Linked DNA regions of Macaca mulatta: region 2 is linked to region 1. A link is a contact called in public Hi-C data. All regions are on one chromosome and are shown on one strand. Each heading gives the region's core, a stretch centred on a gene start, on an enhancer-like site or on the middle of the called end of the contact. The rest is flanking DNA. Distances are from core to core; before and after follow the strand shown.

What was found. A called contact is a pair of places that touch in the nucleus more often than the background predicts.
Region 2: a Hi-C map of prefrontal cortex shows a contact between it and region 1, with 5 times the contacts expected there. The contact joins the promoter of EGLN1 here to the promoter of TSNAX in region 1. A contact is called at or near these places in 5 of 14 Hi-C or Micro-C datasets (CD4 T cells, fetal cortex germinal zone, fetal cortical plate and 2 more).

The regions. Positions count from the first base shown.
Region 1 is chr1:17,496,117-17,502,921 of T2T-MMU8v2.0, forward strand. It overlaps TSNAX (translin associated factor X), which reads right to left and starts at 3,774. Exons shown (of 6, transcript NM_001261354.1): 1 at 3,608-3,774; 2 at 3,075-3,179. The coding sequence starts at 3,623.
Region 2 is chr1:17,607,896-17,615,260 of T2T-MMU8v2.0, forward strand. EGLN1 (egl-9 family hypoxia inducible factor 1) reads left to right here and starts at 3,314. Exons shown (of 4, transcript XM_028849705.2): 1 at 3,314-4,633. The coding sequence starts at 3,743.

The DNA of each region.
Region 1 (6,805 bases), core at 2,524-5,023:
CAGTCTCACAATGGGAATACTGTACAAGTTATAAAAAATGAACTGAGTAAACAAAAGATTATCACAAAATGACACATAACAAATATTACTTTTATGTAACAAAAAGTTACATAAAGTTTAAAAATTACTTTAACCACATATATTAATAATATAAACACCTCCAAAAAAAGAAACTTTGACCTTTTTTTTTCAAGTTTATTAAAATTTTTTTTCCGTGTTCTTTGTCTTCCTGCTTCTCCACCTTTACTGGGGTATAACTAACAATTAAAAATTATAGGGCTGGGCATGGTTGATTATGCCCGTAATCCCAGCACTTTGGGAGGCCAAGGGGATGAGATCACTTGAGCCCAGGAGTTCGAAACCAGCAGGGGCAACATAGTGAGACCCTGCCTCAACAAAAAAATCTAAAAACTAGCTACACATGGTGGCACATGCCTGTAGTCCCAGCTACTTGGGAGGCTGAGGTGGGAGTATCACTTGAGCCCAAGAGGCTACGCGTGCAGTGAGCGAAGATCACACCACTGCACTTCAGCCTGGGCCAGGGTGAGGCGCTATCTCCGGAAAAAAAACTGCGTGTGGAGAGTGACATATAGATATATATATATGTAGTATGTGACACTTTGATATAAACTGTGCAATGATTACCACTATCAAGCTAATTAAAATAGCCATCACATCACACAGTTAGCTTTTTTTTCCTTTTGAGTCAGGGTCTCCATTGCCCAGGCTAGAGCGCAGTGGCCCTAATCACAGCTCACTGCAGCCTCAAACTTCTGAGTTCAAGCAGTCCTCCTGCCCCAGCCCCTCCAGAGTAGCTAGGACTAAAAGCATACTACAGGTGCATGCCATCATGCCCAGTTAATTGTGGTAAAAACATTTAATCTACTTACTTGGCAAATTTCAAGTATAAACTTTCTGAATTTATCAAGCTCTATACATTGAAATACCCTTAAACCACTTAACTGTCTTAATAACGCCTTTATTTCCAAAGTCTTTTCACTGCACTGCCCCACATGTTGCCTGGCCTATAGGAAACGCTCAATCATGTATACTGCATGAACTGAAAAAAGAGAACTTAAACTATTAACTAAATTAGTAGCTGACAAGGACCTAAATATATCTAGTCTCTTATTACTAAGATAATAATTAGGCCAGGGTTAACATAATCAATATGTATTATTTATTATGGCTACATTAATGACCACTGTAAGTCAGATACTATGAACATAAAGTTAGATAAGGTAGAGTTCCTATCCTCAAGGAGCTCAGTCCTATATAAGGGACAGAGTTGTAAACAAATAGAATGTAATGATGCTATAACAAATATATGTAAAAAACTTAGGAAAGCAGAAACCATGTTTCTTATTCACTACTAATACATGGTACAACATAGCAGATACTCAATATTTCATGATGGTCACTAAGTCGGCTTTAGAGAAAAATCAGAACGGGTTCATAGGAAAGAAGCTACTTGACCTAGGTCTTAAAGAAAATTGTAGTTCAGGCCACGCGCAGTGGCTCATGCCTGTAATCCCAGCACTTTGGGAGGCCGAGGCAGGCGGACTGCTTGAGCTCAGGAGTTCAAGACCAGCCTAAGCAACATGGCAAAACCTTGTCTCTACAATAAAAATTTTTTTAAATTAGCCAGGCATGAGACAGAGTGAGACTCTGTCTCAAAAAAAAAAAAAAAAAAGAAAATTGTAGTTCAGCAGACAGGTAATGAGGACACCACCTTAGAAGCAACTCCACCTTCTTTTTCTTCTTTTTGAGATGGAGTCTCACTCTGTCGCCGGGACTGTAATGCAATGGCGCGATCTGGGCTCACTGCAACCTCGGTGTTTCCGGTTCAAGCGATTCTACTGCCTCAGCCTCCCAAGTAGCTGGGACTACAGGCGCCCGCCACCACGCCCAGCTAATTTTTTGTATTTTCAGTAGAGACAGGGTTTCACCATGTTGGCCAGGCTGGTCTCAAACTCATGACCTCGTGATTCACCTGCCTTGGCCTCCCAAAGTGCTGGGATTACAGGCGTGAGTCACCACGCCCAGCCGCAACTCCACCTTCTGTATCCGTATGCTCTTTATTCAATTACAGCCAGCTGTCTTAAACTTCTGAAGATCACAGTAGATACTGTGGTGGTTTTAAAATATATCCACAAAACACTTGAGACTCCTTCCTCCAAAGGGTAGGACATAATTTCCTTCCCCTTCAACCTGAGACAGTTTTTATCTAATATATAAAATGTGACAAAATGACAGTGTCTGATGTTTAAGATTAGGACATAAGGAGACTGTGGTTTCCTCCTTGCACTCTCTCTGAAGGAGACCAGATGCCACACCAAAGGACACCCAAGCAGCACAAGTTCATGTGGACAGGAACAGAGAGCTGGTTGCAGGCAAAAGGCCTGAACTGTCAACAGCTGTGGATCCTTCAGCCCCAATCAAGGTTTCAGGTGATTGCAAATCAGAATCAACCAGCTAAGCCCTTCCCAGATTCCTTAATCACAGAAATGTAAGGTACAGGATAGTGGATAAGAGGAGGACAAAAGGAAGAGAACTTTGTTTTATGTTTGTTTTGAAATGAGGAATAACTTGTCCAAGTTAATATGCTGAGAAAAGAGGACTGTGAAAATCTGTGTATATAGACACACAAGATGTACTAATAGATACAAGCTCCTATTCTGTGCAAAGTGTTAGTTAAAACAAAGATACCCTCCTTGACTTCAAGCCTAGTAGAGGATACACAATAAATGAAAATATATTTTAGCATATAACAGATGAATAAATATTATCAGGTACACAATTCTTGAGTATGTGACATGTCTAATATTAGCTAATGTTTACTGTTTCTTGTGTTTAAGTCATGTTTACCTGATTACTAATATTAATATTTCTCTTAATGGGACATAAAAGTGAAGGCCTTTGTAATCCAGACTTTTAGGGTAGTTCTAGCACCATCACAAAACTTCCAGCTAAAGTTTCACATCCACATTCTTAGGGACTGTTTTCTTGCGCATAATCATGGCTACATAATTTTGTTCTCTCCCCTTCATCAACTTACATTGCAGAGAACTTACATTTAAAGGCCAACATCACTGGTGAAGATGAATTAACATCCTTCCCTTCTCTTCTTTGGTTATGTGGGAAATTGTCATGTTTCCTTTTCCTGAACCCTCCTGATCCTTATATAGAGAAGAAAAAAAGTTAGAGATCTTCCATCACCAACAGTTTGCAAAACAGAACATAGGCAAACGTTCTCCTTGCTTTAAAACCAGACACGCACAGGGCCCTCGCCTTAGAGGCTTTCTCCGCAGACTGACAGAGACGCTGCCCAGGCCTTTCCACGCAAACCATCCAAGCTTCCACCAACTAGTGCTATGATCTGGCATTACAGCAACTACTAAACTAGGATAAAATCACACCTCAAAGATTTAATAAAAAAGGAGGTGTAAACAGGGCCAATCTGGCCGGGGAGAGAACCAGAGCTGCCGCCCCCGAGTCTGCAAGGCACGAAGGCATCCTTCAAGAGTGAAAAGGGGAAAACGGCATAGAAAGAGTGGAGAACCTCCCCCTCTGGATAAATAACGCCCCGTGTTGTTGAGGACGCCACCTTCTTTGTTGCTCATGTCGTCACAGCCTACGGTGAGACGAGCGGAGACTGAAGGACCAGGAGCCAGAGGAGTGCGCGAGGTACAGGCCCAGCTAGCCTGGGAAAACAGCCGGCGGAAGACCGCTCTGCAGCCCGGCGACTACAACGCAGTGGCCGGAAGTCTCCCGTCGCGTACTTCCGGCCTGCGTCCGGTGGGGGCGGAGGGAGGCCGCTGCTGCTGGCTCCGAGCCCCGCGTGGTCCAGGGACGCCCGCGACTGTGTATTATCGCGGCCGCCCTCTGCTATGCCTGAAGACAAAAACTACTCTACACGACTCACAGCATGTACTATTAATAAAAAGACGATGCGTCTTCCTGGAACTGAGATCTGTGTGATCGTGGGAAAGCGACGTAAAAAAAAGTACGTAATTTTTTAATGAAGGGACCTTCGGGACACCTTACCCTTCCCTCAGCGGGGACCCAGCTTTCCGCGCGGTGCATTGTGGGGGTTGTAGTTCGTCCGCGGGAGCAGGCCCTCTGGTGCCCCGGGCCAGGGTTGTGAGAAAGAAGGGAGGCCTCCCTGGAGCTCCTCGGAGCACGTGGGAAGGTTTTTTTCAGGATCCAGGCAAAACCTTACAGAGCTAGGAGTTTTTTTAACTTTCTATTCCTGGCAGTGAGGCCAGGAGCTTTAAGTGATGGAAATATGCGAATCGATCAGTGGATGGTGCTGGTACTGTTTTCAGGAAGATCAAGCCTGCCCTTCGGGTCTCCCTCCTCCCCACTGGCTCTCAGGAGCCAGACAGCCTGTGTTCAGTTTGCCTCACGGAGTGGTTGTGTGACCTTGATGAAGCATGCAATTTCTCTGCCTCAGTTTCCTTATCTGTAACATAGGGATAGAATACCTGCCTTGTAGGGTTATTTGAGGATGAAAGGAGTTAAGGCTCACGAAGATGCTCTTTCACATATAACTGCTCAATTAAATATTAAATACCATACTTCTCTCCCACACAAAATGAAAGAAAGGTAATAGGTGTATTCCACTAAACTGTGGGTCTCTCATTATGGGCAGCTACTGCCATATCTAGACTTTGTTCCCCCACTAGCCCCAGTGCTTTTCAGTGCTGTGGTCTGGCCCCATGTAAGCCTCCGTCAACGTTTGTTGAAGAATCACGTTCCTGGTGTGTCCAGAATTGGTGGGTTCTCGGTCTCCATGACTTCAAGAATGAAGCCGCAGACCCCTGCAGTGAGTGTTACAGTTCTTAAAGATGGTGTGTCTGGAATTTGCTCCTTCAGATGTTCAGATGTGTCTGGACCTTCTTCCTTCTGGTGGGTTCATGGTCTCACTGACTTCAGGAGTGAAGCTGCAGACCTTGGTTCACAGTGTTACAGCTCATGAGGCAGCATGAATCCAAAGAGTAAGCAGCAGCAAGAGTTCATCACAAAGAGAGAAAGAACAAACCTTCCACAATACAGAAAAAACCCCCCTCCCCGCCCCGCCTGCTTTTATTTCCTTATGTGATCCCACCCACATCCTGCTGATTGGTCCATTTTACAGAGAGCTGATTGGTCCATTTTGACAGTGCTGATTGGTCCATTTTGACAGAGTGCTGATTGGTGCATTTACAATCCTCTAGCTAGACAGAAAAGTTATCCAAGTCCCCACTAGGTTAGTTAGATACAGAGTACCAATTGGTGTATTTACAAACCTTGAGCTAGACACAGAGTACTGATTGGTGTATTTACAAACCCTGAGCTAGATGCAGAGTGCTGATTGGTGTGTTTACATCCCTCAGCTGGACATAAAAGTTCCCCAGGTCGCCACCAGCCCTGCTGACCTCACCCAGTGGATCCTGCACCAGGGCTGCAGGCGGAGCTGCCCGCCAGTCCTGAGCAACACCTGTGCTCCTCAGCTTTTGGGCACTCGATGGGGCTGGGCGCCATGGAGCAGGGGGTGGCGCCCATCGGGGAGGCTTGGGCCGCACGGGAGACCGCGGCGGAGGGGGAGCTTGGGCATGGCGGGCTGCAGGTCCTGAACCCTGCCCTGCAGGGAGGCAGCTGAGGCCCGTTGAGAATTTGAGCGCAGCGCCCGGGGTGCTGGGAGACCAGGCACAACCTCCGCAGCTGCTGGTCCGGGTGCTAAGCCCCTCACTGTCCTGGGCCAGCGGCGCCTGCTGGCCGCTCTGCGGGCCAGCGAAGCCCGCGCCCACCAGAACTTCCGCTGGCCTGTGAGCAGCCCCGGTTCCTGCCAGAGCCTCTCCACATCTCCTGGCAAGCAGAGAGAGCCGGCTCCCGCCTCTGCCAGCCCAGAGAGGGGTTCCCACAGTGCAGTGGCAGGTTGAAGGGCTCTTCAAGCACCACCAGAGTGGATGCCGAGACCAAGAAGGTGCCAAGAGCAAGGGCTGCTAGCATGTTGTCACCTCTCACTGGCCTCAGGATGGGTAACTAGGTGGCAATTCAGCACCGTCTAGAGAGAAACTTAGGCCAAGGCTTGGTAAGTGGGATGCCCTAGGCCTAGTAGAGAAAACACAAGTACATTTTAAGCTTTCTCTAAATAACCTTTATATTGTAGTCATGTGTTGTATACAGTCTTTTCTCCTTGTTAATTTAGGAACAAAGGAACAGTAAATGAAATAACTTGGCTAGAATATGGCAGTAACTACAAGGCACGTTCTGCTCTGGCAGGAAGGTAACCACCACTCATACCTCTGCAGCTCTGGGAATACGTGAATTAACTAAGCAGATTCCTTGAGGATAAAGTAGGCTCCTGGGGACCTTGCTTGTTGGGCTACTTGCTTTGTGGATGTTGAACAAATAATTGTCATGAATTTGAGTGACGTCTCATCTACCAGTGTTCCCCCTACTCTGATTAGAAATGACTTGATCATGCCAAAAAGAAAAAAAAGACAGCTCTGATACAAATCTAGCCATTTTAATATGACTCCCTCTAGATCCAAGGAAGCCAGTACTTATGAACATTTTCGGAGTCAATACTTACTTTACCGTACCATAATTGAAGGAAAGCGTATTTTTCCTAACTCTCCTGGAATAGCACATCCCAAGATTTCAACTTTCCAAAGCCTGGATCAACTGTATTTCTTTTCTTTCTCCAGCCACTACTGCCCTACCCTGTTCAACTACAGCTATGTTACCTGAACTGCTTTCCACTCTTTCCCGTAAATATGATGATTAGAACACTAAGTTTCATAACCCATAATGACTT
Region 2 (7,365 bases), core at 2,064-4,563, 110 kb after region 1:
GTTTTCCAATGACACCTACTTGTGTGTGTCCTAATACTATAGTTAGAAAATGGCTCAGATTTTTGAGTTCTTTTCCCAGAACTCAAAGATCGTCTTCCTGTTTATCTTGGTGGAATGCCTATGCTATACTTGTGATTTTTCTGTTCTCTGTAACCTATTAAAACAAGATTGTCACAGATGGGGAAACAAGAGGTCATTAGTTAACAATCAGATATTTGATTTCTTGAGCAGAAAAGATACTCTGTTGTGTTTTTAAAAACATTTTTAAAGGAGAAATAGGGCTACTCCTTGGAAGGCAGATACTTGTTCACTGGGCTTTCCTCAAGAGTCAACACAGTCGTTTCTAAATTCATTTCCTCCTTCAACTCTGTTCTTGTAGTTAACATAAGCGTTGCCTCTTTTAATTCTTGTCAGTTCACAGTGGTTACTTCTTTATAGCTTAATACTGCCAGAAGAGCAAAGGGAAGCCAAATAGGTGGACAATTAGCTTTTGTCTAACTTGGTATGATATGGAGAGGAAAGCACTCTTTAATTCATTCTTCAGTTTCTAGAACAGTTGCTCTTGATTAGGTAAGGGGCAGAAAAAACATTTGTAATAATTTCTGGCTTTGAGAGACACAAGCCTTTGTCTGCCCCAGAGTATTAGTTAACCCACCTAGTGCTCCTAATCATATATTAAGGATTGGGAAGGACATTCATTGCCTCACTCTCTGTTTCACCTTCTGTAAAACTGGTAGAATAATAGTACCCATTACATAGCATTGTATGATGATTAAATTAGTTAATATTTTTAAAATGCTTAGAACACAGATTGGGCACATAATAGCAAGCACCACATGTGTTTATAAGATAAATTCCTTTGTGCTGCCTTCCGTTAAAGTTTAAATAAGTAAATAAATAAATTAAATAAATACTTGCATGACATTTTGAAGTCTCTCTACAACATCTGAGTAAGTGGTGGCTGCGACAATGCTACTGGAGTTCCAGAATCTTGTTGGTGACAAGATTGTTCACCAGCATATGGTGTGGTGAAAACTCACTAACTTGCAATTAGTTCAGATTATTAAGCCTGAATAGGTGAAAATCCTGAAATCAAGGATCTTTGGAACTATTTGAAATCAGTATTTTGTATTTGCCTGTTCTATTCATTAAAATGTTGCAAGTGTTCTATTTGATGGATTAAGTATATTTAGGATATACATGTTCAATTTGTGATTTTGTATACTTAATTGGAACAAGAAAGCTAATAAAGGTTTTGCTATAGGGAATCTATTCTTTTAAGTAAACTTCAATGAAAATGTATTACTAGAGCATATAGAGAGGTAAATAATTTGTGGACACACCATAGACTGAAATAGTAAATTTAAAAGAAATTGTTGGAAGAATCAAGTGTTTGTGGAATGAGTCCTCCTAGTAAAGTTCCTGCTCTTGTGAATAATTAAGCATCATTTATAATTACTACAGTAAAAGGAAGCCTAAGAAGTATTAGACTCTACTTGTATTTAAATTACACTTTACTAATTTATGTGTATGAAAAATCTTTTAAAAGCTTATTTTCATAAGCCATGAGATAACTCCTTTACATTTTAAGAATTTCTGAATTTGCTTGTATTTTATTAGTGCAAACGGCAGAGCTAGCAATTCCTTTTTCTGTGTTCCCATTCCATCCTATTCATCCCTCTTTTAGGAAACTCTGAACTCTGGATTGTCCTTGTTTACATATCTGTCTCCTGCACTGGACTGTGTGTCTCTGAGTGTAGTATGACGAATTCATTTGTTTGTCAAGGATAGTCTAGCACATGGTATACTCTCAATACATTTGTTGAACAGCCTAATTAGTAATGTCTGCAACAATGACATTTTACTATATTTAATAAAGCTCTGGGAAAGTGGGATACACATAAGACAGGTCCAGGTCTAAATTATTTACAGAAACTTGGATTTTTAGTTCGGTTTGAAATTTGAAGATGTGAGTAGATTTAATCTCAGTTTCCCAAAGGACAAGCTAATCGGAATTATCATCCTCTCACTTGATTGGATCCCCAGAATGCCATTAAACGGATGCAGCAGAATTTTTTAACAGTTTTAAATTCTGTATATTTGATGAAGAGGTTTTATATTTTTGGATTCAAGCCTCTTTTTAAACTTCTACAATGTGGTTCACAAAAATTCCTCATATCCTGCTTTTGAAATATATATTGCAGCTTTCGTAAGTTGGGAAGGTTACATTTCAAGGACTAAAGTTACAGTATACTCAAGGGGTACACAAGCCTAGCACCGCATTTTCCAGAGTGTTCGATAAAGATTGTTAAACTCTAAATCACAGGCCTTTTAATTCTTAAGATAAATAGCAGCAGAAAGAAACATCTTTGGCTTATTTCTGGTAAGGTTTTTATGCTCTATAAAACAAAGAATTGTATTCATCCGCGCAGCACAGATTCTATTAAAAATAAATGTGAGAGTTGTTAATGTAGTACTGCTCATTTACCACCAAAATTCACTCTTCAGGAATAATTCCATCAGTTTAAATTGGATATTGGAATGAGCATTGATTACCTCATGTAATTTGGTAGCCCAAAATTTCTTCATGGAGTTTTGAAGTCACCGGGATTTCAAAGGTTTTAATGAGTTTTTAATTTTTTTAAAATCCTCAAATTTCATTACCTTTAAATTAGGTTGAAACGGGGCGCAAGAGATTGGATTAACACCACAGTAATACTTACTTTGTTCTTAACCATTTCAGGGCTTCTTGAAATAGAGACTGTATGGTGTAATGGAAAAAGCCTTGGAATCTGAGAGCCTGATTCCTGGATTCAGTCCCAGTTCTGCGTGACCTTGGACAAGTTACTTCACTTCTCTGAATTTCCGTTTCCTCCTCTGCAAAATGAGGATAGCAACAGCCACCTTGCAACCCTTACTGGAGCGCGCCCCGCACACCCCGCGCCTGCCTCGACGAAGAGCAGCCATGATTACGACGCCGCCGCCGCCGCTCCGCTACCCGCTTGCGGCTGGCGCCCTCCCCCAGCAGGTGTAGGCGCTGCCGCGCTGCCCCACGCCTTTCCGCAGCTCGCGGGCCTGCGCTTCGGCGTCCCCAAGGAGGCCGCTGCAGGCTGAGGTAGCGCACCGGCCTCTCGCGTCCCAGTCCCGCCCTGGGCGGAGGCAGTGCAGGCGACCCAGCTCGGAGGCCGAGGCCCGGCCCCACGGAGTGCGGAGGAGCGCAGGCGGCCCCCGCCCCTCGGCCCTCCCCCCCGGCCCTCCCTCCGCCCCCTCCGCCCTTGCGCGCCGCCCGCCCGGGTCGCCGCGGGGCCGTGGTGTACGTGCAGAGCGCGCAGAGCGAGTGGCGCCCGCATGCCCTACGCTCCTCCACAGCCTGGGCCGGGCCGCCGAGGAGGCTGAGGCGGCGGCGGCGGCGGCGGCGGAGAGGGCCGGTCTTGCGCTCCCCAGGCCCGCGCGCTTGAGTCCAGGTTGCCATTCGCCGCACAGGCCGCATTCTCTCAGCCCTCGGCAGCGATGAGGCGCTGAGGCGGCCGCCGGCGCTGCGCCGGAGACTAGGACTCGGAAGCGGCCGGGCCGAGGGCGCGGGGTACCGGCCTCCCTGAGGCGAGGGTAGTGGGTACATGGCGCAGTAACGGCCCCTATCTCTCTCCCCGCTCCCCAGCCTCGGGCGAGGCCGTCCGGCCGCCACCCCTCTTGCTCGGCCGCCGCCGCCGCCGCTGCCGCCGCCGCCGCCGCCGCCGCCGCCATGGCCAATGACAGCGGCGGGCCCGGCGGGCCGAGCCCGAGCGAGCGAGACCGGCAGTACTGCGAGCTGTGCGGGAAGATGGAGAACCTGCTGCGCTGCAGCCGCTGCCGCAGCTCCTTCTACTGCTGCAAGGAGCACCAGCGTCAGGACTGGAAGAAGCACAAGCTCGTGTGCCAGGGCAGCGAGAGCGCCCTCGGCCCCGGAGTGGGCCCGCACCAGCACTCCGGCCCCGCGCCGCCGGTTGCAGCGCCGCCGCCCAGGGCCGGGGCCCGGGAGCCCAGGAAGGCAGCGGCGCGCCGGGACAACGCCTCCGGGGACGCGGCCAAGGCAAAAGCAAAGGGCAAGCCCCCGGCCGACCCCGCGGCGGCCGCGTCGCCGTCTCGCGCGGCCCCGGGCGGCCAGGGCTCGGCGGTGGCTGCCGAGGCCGAGCCCGGGAAGGAGGAGCCGCCGGCCCGCTCATCGCTGTTCCAGGAGAAGGCGAACCTGTACCCCCCGAGCAACACGCCCGGGGATGCGCTGAGCCCCAGCGGCGGCCTGCGGCCCAACGGGCAGACGAAGCCCCTGCCGGCGCTGAAGCTGGCGCTCGAGTACATCGTGCCGTGCATGAACAAGCACGGCATCTGTGTGGTGGACGACTTCCTCGGCAAGGAGACCGGACAGCAGATCGGCGACGAGGTGCGCGCCCTGCACGACACCGGGAAGTTCACGGACGGGCAGCTGGTCAGCCAGAAGAGCGACTCGTCCAAGGATATCCGAGGCGATAAGATCACCTGGATCGAGGGCAAGGAGCCCGGCTGCGAAACCATTGGGCTGCTCATGAGCAGCATGGACGACCTGATCCGCCACTGTAACGGGAAGCTGGGCAGCTACAAAATCAATGGCCGGACGAAAGTAAGTGTGTGCTGCGGGTTTGTGCTGGACAGACCCTTCTCGGCGGGCAGTCCCTGCCTGCGACTGTAACCGCCTAGGCTGAGAAGCAGCATTCCTCTGTATAGAAGGGACTCGTTGTGTAGCACCCCGTAAGGAAGACGGACAGAATTTGTAGTGGCTGTTTATCTAGTTAGCCCCTTTGTGTCCGCTGTTTTCCACTTACTGCCCGTTCACAAACTTCTCCGGCTAATTGCATGGTTTTCTGGCTAAACGTAGGCTCTTTAACTTTGCTATTTTCTTTCTTCCATTTCACTGTTGGTCACAATTCAAACCTTAGTGGCGTTTTAGCCACCCAGTGAGGGGGTGTTAGAGTACCACCCAAACCAAGTCCTGGTTCTGCATGTGCCTTGTGTTTGCATACGCTCTTGAATTTCCTATGGTGTCTGAACCACTCATCACATTTTGATTGAGAGTCAAACGCTATGTGCAGTGAAGAGTTTGCCAGCTGACCACAAAAAGGTAAATTTAAAATACGCATTTAGTCGAAAGACTGTCTATATTCAGGAAGAGCTTGGCTACTCACCTCCCCCTCTTATAGCTCTTATCCCTTACCCTGTTCCTACTGTTTTGAAACCCTTTACAAAAAGGGGAAAGAAGTATTTCCGTTTTCAGACTTCTCAGTGTAGGTAGGCTACATTTTTAGCATAAGTTTCCTTTATTTGCTTTGTTAATGTAATCCTTCTGTTGAAAACTGTTTTGTAACTTCCTGGAAAAAAACAAAACAAAACAAACAAAAACAACCACAACATGGAATTGGAGCAGGAGGCTCGTTTTATCCTCCCAATTTGGTGAGTTTTTGTTTTCTCTTTACCGTTGCGGTTTTTCCTCCACAGATTCTTCACTTCCTACCTAGTCTATTCCTAGCTCTTTCCTCCTTCATGATAAACAGTAGACTCTTTCCTCCTTAATACTCTCTTGCAGCTTTTTTTCATTTTACTTCTCAGATCTTGATCTTTTCTGTGTATATAGCTGCTCCCAGGCCGCCCTCCTTCACCATCAGTCTCTGTCTGATTTTGTGAGTTTTGAGAGATTGACCTGGGAGAGCATCACAGTTGCATGTTTGTACACACACGCTGACTCTTAACCAGTGGTTCTTTTTTATGTGTGCGTCAGATCATTTACTTTGACAGTCATTACATGTGATTCTCAGGCTGCCGGAAAGGCTGAACATAGGCAGGGAGAAAGTTACAAACATGAAAATGTGGGGAAAAATACAATGTGAAATCTAATTTACGTATTGCCACTTCATTGCTGGGTGAAGGCACAAGTCTTGATTTCTTGTAGTCTTAAAAAGGAACAGTTGAATAATATTAAACTGGAAGGGAAAGGGGGATCTGATGAAATCTCAGCCTTGGTCTTTCACTAGATTTGCGTTGATATTTTTAAGAAAGAACGTTGTCATGGATCACATCTGAACATAAAGTCCCGAGCTCCAGAGCAGGAAAGAAGTTAGTTTGAGAGAATAGGGCTATGAAGACTGACCAAAGTATATCGTTGGACATAAGCTTAAATTGGATTCTTGAAGAAGATGATGTCCCAAATCTTTCTTGATCTGCTTTCCTTAGTTAATTTAGCTTTCCAAGTTAAGCTGAGACCTCTTTACTCTTTTGTCTTCCTGCTTTCACCTGTCCTTAGAGAAGAGACAGCAGACAGCCTGGCTCTTACAGCAAATGCTTCTCATAGGGATGCTGTTAGAAATAGCTACCTCCTTCCTCAAGAGTTCTAGTTGTTGGGGTTTTAAGTCACCTAACTGTACATATTAGCAGGTAATAAGGGATGGGATGAAGGAGGGATGACCTTTAAACTCTTTGGATTAGATCTTCTGCTTATATTAATTTTAGGAACACAACTTCAGGATCTATAAATGATATTCTGGAATTCCTTTCATTATACTTCTTGGCCTAAAGAAGTTTTCGTAATAGTGTTTCAACGTGTAATTTAAATATTCCTTAAAAAACAAGAGTGTTTGCTTTGTGGAAATGAGAAGGCAGTCAAAATAACCACCCACCGTATATTGAGCAACCACAGTGTGTTAGGCATCAGATTAGGGTCAATAGAGATACATTCAGAGTAATTTTTTTTTTTTTTTTTGAGACAGGGTCTTCCTTTGTCGCCCAAGCTGGAGTACAAGGTGTATAAGCATGGCCCACTGCAGCTTCCACCTCCTAGGCTCAAGCTATCCTGCCACCTCAGCTTCCGAGTAGCTGGTACTGTAGGCACACACCACCATGCTCGGCCACATGAGAAAAAAAAAAGGTTTTTTGTAGAGTCAGGGTCTTGCTGATCATTTGATCTGGAACTCCTGGGCTCAGGTGATCCTCCTGCCTTGTCCTGCCAAAGTACTGTGGTTACAGACTTGAGCCACCTCACCTGGCCACAATAATCTTAATTCTATGAAGCGAGTCGTTTTACTCCTAATTTACATTTGAGGGATTTTCAGCTCAGACTTGGCTAAGGTCTACCACTTACCATAACCCTAGCTGGTGTTCAAACTTACGTCATTCAGATATCAAACCCATGCTCTTTTTTAGCTACACTGGTTACACGTAGAACATTAAATGAGATGTAGATTACTTGGCACCCTGCTGGAACTGCAGTTTGATACATATATTTTGTTGAAAGTGGGTGAATAGCACTAGCTTTATATGTGAGTAATCATACTCTATGGTTGGGCTGTGTAAAACTTAATTAGG